Linked DNA regions of Mus musculus: region 1 is linked to region 2. The links are chromatin contacts, called in public HiCAR-type maps. All regions are on one chromosome and are shown on one strand. The core of a region is the stretch at or near the end of the contact, and the rest is flanking DNA. Distances in the headings are between cores, read along the strand shown. Region 1 holds the start of Fign (fidgetin). Region 2 holds the start of Tbr1 (T-box brain transcription factor 1).

Region 1 (3,944 bases), core at 221-2,720, 2.3 Mb before region 2:
TCGAATACATAATTTGCCTCTTGCATTCTCAGCTTAGTTGAAATATAGAGGACTGGACATCCAGCAGGCCAAAGTATAAACTCACCATTTATCTATTAAAGTCATATTTAATGAAAATGAAGAGAAATTATTGCCCAACTCTCTCTTTCTCTCATTACAATTCCTTAAGAACTTTGCCGGGCACATTATCTCGTAGACATCATGATCAAATGTTATTGTTTGCTTTATTATCTCAGTTGGATGGTTGGCTAGTCTAGGATGAAATAGGTTGAAGGCAATCCTCTCAGCCCAGAAGTCTGAATGAGGTTCCCATTCAAATGATCCTGATTGTTTGGGGGTGGGGCGGGGTGATTAGTAAACCAACTGAGCTTACACTGCATAGTAAGCGTCTGGATGCAGCACATTTACATCTAACAAGAGACCCCAGAAAACGTGTGTGTGTTTCTTAAACCTTATGTTGCGAACAAAAGGCTATCTCAGCCACAGACAATCAGCACGGCACTGCTCCCTGGGATGCGAGCCACACACTCAACTGCACATTTCATTCTTCCTCAGCTCCCAGCACCACAAAGCCCCGACTCTCTTCCTTCTCCTGGGTCCCCAGATTGCTCCATAGCGGGGGGCTGGGAAAGCTGAAGCCCCAGGTCTCTGCCTGCGCACCAACAGCCCTCACCGTGGGCCCCCGGGCGCTGCTCTCCCCTGCCCGAGCCGCCTGGGGGAGGTAGGGAGGGGAGCCGGGGGAGCTTGAGAGGGGACCGCACACCTAGATACTTAGGGTTTTTATTTATTCCCGGGGAGGTGGAGGCGGTGAAGTGGGTTCAAGCTGATCTGCCTCCCCAACTTGCCTCTCCCTAGCAGATAAAGTCATTTTCGGACTGGTGCGGGGAGCCTCGGGGATAGGGGACGTCCCGGCTCCACGTCCCGGTCCCCGTCCCGTGCGCGCAGCAGCAGGGAGGGCTGGCCAGGCTACGGTGGTGACCGGAGGACCGGGGAGGGGCCCTCAGGGACGCGCGATCGCGCGTGGACAGCGGGGCTCGCTTCCCCCGGGGGCGTCGCTCCCCGCGCGCGGGCTGGGCCGGGCTCCGCGTCCCCGCGCGCCGGCATGACCTCGGGGCCCCCTCCGGGCCGCGGGAGCGCAGCTGTGAGGCTGGGCGGCCGCCGAGGCCCGGGCCGTGTAACATGACCCGGCGGCCGGCCATTGCGCCCTCCCTGTCCGCCCGCGGCCGGGCGCCGCTCGCCGCCTCCCGCCTCCGCTCCCCCTGCAGTCCCGGCCCGCGCCGCCGCTCCCTCCCGGGGCTCCCGGCCCGCCGCGCTCCAACGCCCGCCTCTCGCCACTGCCTCCCGACGCCCGGCCGCGCGGCCGCCTGCGTCTCTTTCTCCCTCTCTCCTTTGAAAACTGATCTTTGGCTCTTAGTGTGAAAGTGATTTGAATTTGGCTCGGCGGCGCTCTGCGCCTGCGCTCAGCCTCTGGCATGCTGGCTCCTTCCAAGCAGCTGTTTTGGGTTTGAAATTCCAACATGGCAGAGGCTGCAGTCCGTCTTCCCTTCAAAAACTTGGAATGATTTCAAATCATAGGCACCTTCACTTAACCCTAGCTTCCATTCATCAGCAAACACATCGGATCGATGCTACGCTAACCTATCGGGAGCTCGCTCTGCGCGTCCAGGTAAGGAGAGCTTCGTAGTTTTTTACCATCTGTTTAAATTTTTTGTTTTTGTTTTATTTTTAAAGAATATAGATAGATCCAAGACCTGTAGTGAGAAGAGGTCTCAGAGTTGTGCCGTAAACAGTAAATTTAATTTGCATTCGTTTCTATTTTGTACGCCAACCTGCTGTCTAATTTCTCTGTACAAAGTAGCCCTGAAACATTATGATGCATATTTCTGCAGCTTAATCGTTATAACAATAGTATGGGATTAAGAGTTCGTGACTGCAAGAATCTCGCTTTTCGCGATATTGGGCTTACTCACTACTATCTTTTTACCTCAAAAAATAAAAAAAATAAAATAAGAAAGCGGAGCCATAGGGTGGGGCTAGACTTTCTTCGGGAACTAACTTCTAAGTAAATAAGAAGTGTAAATAAGAATCTTGCACACACACAAAAAGTTGAGGTTAAATTACAATCTCGTGGCTGGGGGATCGAGAAAAATGTCAGAGGATCGGTTGCAGAAAACTGTAAGCACATCATGCGGGAGGGGGTACAGCGTGGTGGGCGTATTGTTGGCAAGGAACGGGAGAGAAAGATGTATAATTTAATGGTATATACAATCCACTGATCCTATTACCGTCCTCCCCGGAGCTCTTGTTAGTTTCAATGGGAGTGAGTGAAATTGACATGGACTTGTATTCCCGGTCATGTGCTTTTTTTCCTTTCTTTCTTCTCCTGTGATCTGAGATCCCCTTTTTGTTGATGTTGCTTTCCCCCTTAATTATATGCATGTAGGTTAAATGAATACCTGACGAAAGGGCCCACGTTTCAAGGCAGTGACATTTGATAGCTGAGAGGAAAAGTGGCTTTAATGAAAAGCAACCTTTGGAATTCCTGCTTGTGAGAAATCCAATTCAGCTTTTTGTGCTACCAGCAAGAAATGATCAGTAGCACCAGTGTTTATGGTATGTCAGTTTTGGAATTTACTTCCTTTGCATTTAAATAGGGAAGACAAATTAAATAGCATGATAAAAACCATTGGAGGCTGCTTGGGAACCAGATGCTCATGATGTCCAATTCTTTTTAAACATGTCTATGTCTGTTTATTTTAATCTGTCACTGTGCTTTTTTTTTTTTTTTTGTATTTGCTTTCACTTCTTTATGCATTTCAGTTTTTATTAATATGTTATTTGCGGACACTTTCATTGGCTTTAGCTCTAATCTTGAAGTTGCATGTTTCTATTAATGCTCTCAACAGGGGTGAAGTCAAATGGTATGTAAATTAGTTAAACTCGGGGTGGGATTTTTGTTGTTGTTGTTGTTTTGGGGTGGGGGTTAGGTGGATGGAGAGGGTGGGAGTGTGGGGCAAAGACTGCTAAGTAATGAAAGTGTTTATACATATATCCATATATATGTACACACACAGGACTGGATGGAATTTTCTTTTTCTCCCAACCCCAACCTTTTAATGGAATTTGACTGTTTGCTCCCTTGATTGCACTTTATGGAGTATTCGGTTCTTCTGTGTGGATTTTCCGCCGTTTGGGTGAGTGGGTGATGGCGTATCTTTTACATGAAAGTAAGATATATATGTGTATAATTTTTATCACTCCAGTTTTAACATCTTGTAAGAAAGACTGGTAGTTTTCTTTTTTTCTTTTTTCTTTTCCCCCTTGCCATTCACTTGTCTGCCTGTCAGAGCTTTTTACTTTTAACCTGTGATAGAATTAAATAATCAGGAACTGAAAATGACTTTATTTGTAATCACTCTTTCCTCTTTCTCTCTTTTTCTTTCTTTCTTTTTTTTTTTAAAGTCAGTTAAATGGAGTGAGAGGGGTTTTCAATAGCTCTAGTGGCTGTGCTATTGGTACACTTTGTGATATTCAATTAAGTCTAAGAGGGGACAACAAGAAGAAGATGGGAAAGTATTTTGCATGACCAAAGAATATGTGCACTTTAAACTGGTTCTTGTTGTTGGTACACTTTCCCCCATGCCATGGGTTTCTCTTGAAAAGAGGGAAAGCAGGGAAGAGGAATAAAAGAGACGAGAGAGGGTCAAAGCTGCCAGGCGTCTGTAGTGTGGCCCTGGTCAGTGCTTTCTCATAACACAAATGAGAATACTGGGGAAGGGACCTCAGGACTGGAGGCGCGACATGCACTTCTGCCTGGGCTCTGCTGACTATAGGACTAAACACACACTACACTTGCAGGATAGGAAGGATTTGATTGGATTTTGCATTTGGAACTTGTTGACTTTGAATCGATCAATAAGAAGACTGTTTATTTTAGATGCACA
Region 2 (3,877 bases), core at 530-3,029:
CGACCGTTTTTAAAAAGTCGCTCGAGCCAGTCCACAAAAGGCTTTAATTAATCATTCTCACCTAAATAAGTGTCAAGAAAACGTGTTAATTGGAAGGACTTGCCTTGCACATTGGTGTCCGCTTTGCCACAAGGAACCCATTTGCCTCCTTGAAACCTCCAGTGATTGGGATCCGCCAAAATCACATCCACAAAAATATTGTAATGAGCGGTGGGATCGAGACCAGAAATGTTAAAACTCAAAAAGGGAAACATGCGCCTGTTTAAATTAAGAAGAGAGAGAAAACAAGGGGGGAAAGGGAAAATAAATGTTAAAGATTAAATGCAAGAAGCGGGGCGCCAGAAAGCTAAGCAAAACTTGTCCTCGCCGCGTGTCTGAACGAAATGTCTGCTGATCTAGGAAAGGGGGTAGTGGGAGAAGGGAAGACGTAGGGCCGAAGTCGGGAAGAGCAGCGAGCGCTCTGCAGTGGGGGACCAACAGGGATCAGTGCTCGGTGGAGAGCCGGTGGCGGCCTGCTTCTCCACCTGTCGGCTCGGGCCAGCTTTGATGCGTCGCTCTGAATGCCTAGGAGCGGCCGCGGCTCTCCGTCGTGCTCTAGCCACTGACTGGTTCTCCGACCGCATTGGCACAGCAGGCTCCCCGCCACCAACATCACGGTGGTTATTATCCCTTCCACATTCCCCTTTTCCAAAACCAGCCAACTCCAGGACGCACCCGAGCGCCTCTCCACTCCGCTCCCCGACCCCACATAGTCGCTGCCCGGCGGTCACAACTTGGGTGCGTTCGCCCAGGGTCACGCCTGGAACAGCGGCAGCCAAGAAAGTAGCATTACCTTCCCTGTTTAGTGATGATCATCTCCGTTTGATGCCGATGAAATTTCAGCCAAAGTGGCCTGTTGCACAGGTATACTTGCGCCTTGCCGGGCACCAACCCGGGCTGGGTGGAGGAGAACTGGTAGAAAGGGGCTCCTTGGTAGGAGTGGCCGTACTGCTGTGGGTAGGGGTAGCCGGCCGTGGGGTAGCCCTGCGGCGAAGAGTTGGACAGCAGGCTGTTGTAAGCTCCGTTGGTAATGACCGGGTGGTGGGCCATGTAGCGACTGGGGCTGCCGATGGAGAAGGCGGGATGCGCCGGTCCGTGCTGGCTGGGGTACGGGAACATGGCACTGGGAGCGGTGGCCGCAGACTGTGGCTGGCTGGACTGAGAGAGTAGGTAACGATCTGCAGCAGAGCCATCGAAACTGTGACGAAGCTCAGAGACCCCGTCCAAGACAGGAGAGAGTTTACTTCTCTGGACGTCCCCTGGTGAGTCCTTGGAGTCAGGAAAATTGTCTGTATCTGACTGATTCGTCATCCCCCTGGTAATTTTTTTCAAAGGTGAACTTCTCTCCAGGTTGTCAGTGGTCGAGATAATGGGATGATCATGCAAGACAAGCTCAGATCCGCCCGAATGTGGGTAGCTGCTGCTCACATTGAGAAATTTCTTGGAGAGCATGATAGAAGGAGAGAGGCAATGCTCCAGCTGCATAGCTCTAGAACCTGAACGCTGGCCCTCCCGTCCCTGGGTTTTAAAGTCCTGTTTATCATACACTAGGAATCCACAGACCCCTCACTAGACAGAAAGCACTTCAACCAGCAAATGCTTCTCAAAGGTTTGATTTACTTTTTTTTTTCCCTGGGAGAAGAGATTGGCCAATTGACACTATGCAGCAATCAGAAAAGGCTCACTTTTGATCTTGCTGCTTATGCAGCCGATGAAACGGCTCTTGCCATTGGTTAGCTGCTGACAGTAATTTAATTAGATAGACATTAATTAGGATAATCACCTGGCTCCTGGTCGCGACGATCATGGCAAATTGAAGGGGATGATTTTATTGTTGGCTTGGGGGGTGGGGAAAGTGTGTTGGTTTACGTGAGCTCTGTTATGTCACCTTTAAGCTTTGTGACCACTGCTTCAGGAAGATTCAAAGATGTGCAATTTACTAAACAGTTCCTTACCCCCCCCCCTCTCTTTAGAGAGGAGGGGCGGAGGAGGGAATTCGATGATGCTAGGAGACTTTTCGGATCTGAATGAGCCAAATATTCAGTTGAATGTAACGATTTCAAGTGCAAAGTATACAAAGCGCGAGCCGGTGGCCTCTTCTCGCCCTGTAAAACTTCCAGAGTCTGTCTTTTCCAGTTAATACACAGAAGCACACACACCTGAGCCTGTGCTTTGTTGAATCGGTATTGCGTGTCCTTGCCGCCCCCTCCCCCACCTTTAAACTACACGAGTAAATAAATAAATAAACAAACCTCTGCCGCTGAAAGCCACAGCGTTAAGAGAGGAGAAGAGGAGGCAAAGCAGTTAACCCACCCAGCAACCCACCTCGGGAAGGTTCGGTTTCCGGCAGGGGTACAGAAACAGTGACAATCTATGATCTCCTTTTTAAGTTTTGAAATAATCATAAGCTGTCGCGCTGAAGTGCTTTAATGTATTTGCAGTCATGTTTACTGGGTCGTTACTAAATATTTTATCAGCCAACTTGGTTGCAGATCATCTGAAGAGCAGCTAGCTGGGGGCGGGCGCCATGTATCCTTTGAGCCCCACCGCACTTCCTCCTTTCCGAGGCACTGGCTTGGTGACAGGTTCATAAGCCTCGCCAGGAAAAAGAGAGGGCTGAGTCCCCAGTGCAAATGGGTTCTCTAGAAGCGTTGATCTGGGGAGACAGAGTGGAAGCGGTGTCAATGCGATGATCTTACTGACTGGTGTGGTGTGTGTGTGTGTGTGTGTGTGTGTGTGTGTGTGTGTGTGTGTGTGTGTGTGTAATGTTTACATAATCCAGAGGGAGAGAAAAAGAACCCATGCCAGTAATTTTTAAAAGAGGATTAGCGAAAAGAATCGATGTAAAGAGATTTTGGCACAAGTAATACGAGGCCCCAAGCAACTCTGAGGTATAGAGAGAAAAGATCTAGTACCTGCTTTCACAGGCGGCTAGCCTTCGGCCTCGAGCCAAGAGAGCCTGAGATCTATAAACCCAGAGCTCATGCTTGTGTCCAGGCATGGCCAACCCTGAAGGCAAGAGGTGCAGAAAAGCAGAGCCAACCCCGGGCTTAGCTCAGCTCGGCCAGCAAGGTGGTGAGCTCAGGGGGACTAAGAGAGTGCCAGGCGACCTGTCTGGCTCAGGACCGAGAGGCTCACACTCCACCCATGCCTCAGGCAGGCTGGGTCTGGGAATCTATCTCCTCCAGATGGTGCCTCTGCCTTCAAGCCTTCAGTCTGAGTAGCCCCGCCAGAGCAGCAGAGTTCAAAGCTGGGTGGAACTTGGGTATGGTCAGAAAAGAGTTAACAGATTCAAGATGTGCTGGAGTTTGGTCTGCAGCGGCCAGCACTGAGCAGACTGCACCACCTCCCTCGGAGGCTTGGCGCTGTGGCTGCAGAGGGTACCAGCTGCAGCCTCCCACAGGGCACAGGAGCAAGACCTGGCACTGGTGGCCATAGGCCGGACAGGTTGATGATCAGATGTCTAAGAATCAAGTAGAAGCAATTTTCTGGGAGAAAAATAATGTTAGACCCGGTTTCCCTTTGAAAGCAAATCTCAGCTCCTATCCAGTTGGATTTTAGCCTTTGAGGCAGAATTGGAGTACCCAGGTTGTTGTTGGTGGGGTGAATATGTGTGATGACATTTGATGTTTCCCTCAATCTTTGCTGCTACTTTTGTCCCATTTTACCTGGTTGTGTCCTCCTCTGCGGGTAACATTGGCTCCTGTCACCAAGTGCCTCTCCTCACCCTCCTGCTTCTCACCTCATCTTGCCCCTTGAACAGGACACAAAGCCTCAAGTACATATATGAAGGTGACAGACCACCTGAGGTTTTGGAAGCCTTTTGCTATCCTGGACA

Evidence for each region. HiCAR-type assays count read pairs that join an accessible place to other places.
Region 1: a contact with region 2 is called in a HiCAR-type map of astrocytes, with 5 times the contacts expected there. The contact joins the promoter of Fign here to the promoter of Tbr1 in region 2. A contact is called at or near these places in 1 of 39 promoter capture datasets (embryonic stem cells) and 2 of 115 datasets of contacts at active chromatin or transcription factors (astrocytes and embryonic hindbrain).

The regions. Positions count from the first base shown.
Region 1 is chr2:64,095,564-64,099,507 of GRCm38.p6, reverse strand. Fign (fidgetin) reads left to right here and starts at 1,470. Exons shown (of 4, transcript NM_001267846.1): 1 at 1,470-1,666; 2 at 2,444-2,613.
Region 2 is chr2:61,802,355-61,806,231 of GRCm38.p6, reverse strand. It overlaps Tbr1 (T-box brain transcription factor 1), which reads right to left and starts at 1,779. Exons shown (of 6, transcript NM_009322.3): 1 at 833-1,779; 2 at 104-258. The coding sequence starts at 1,524.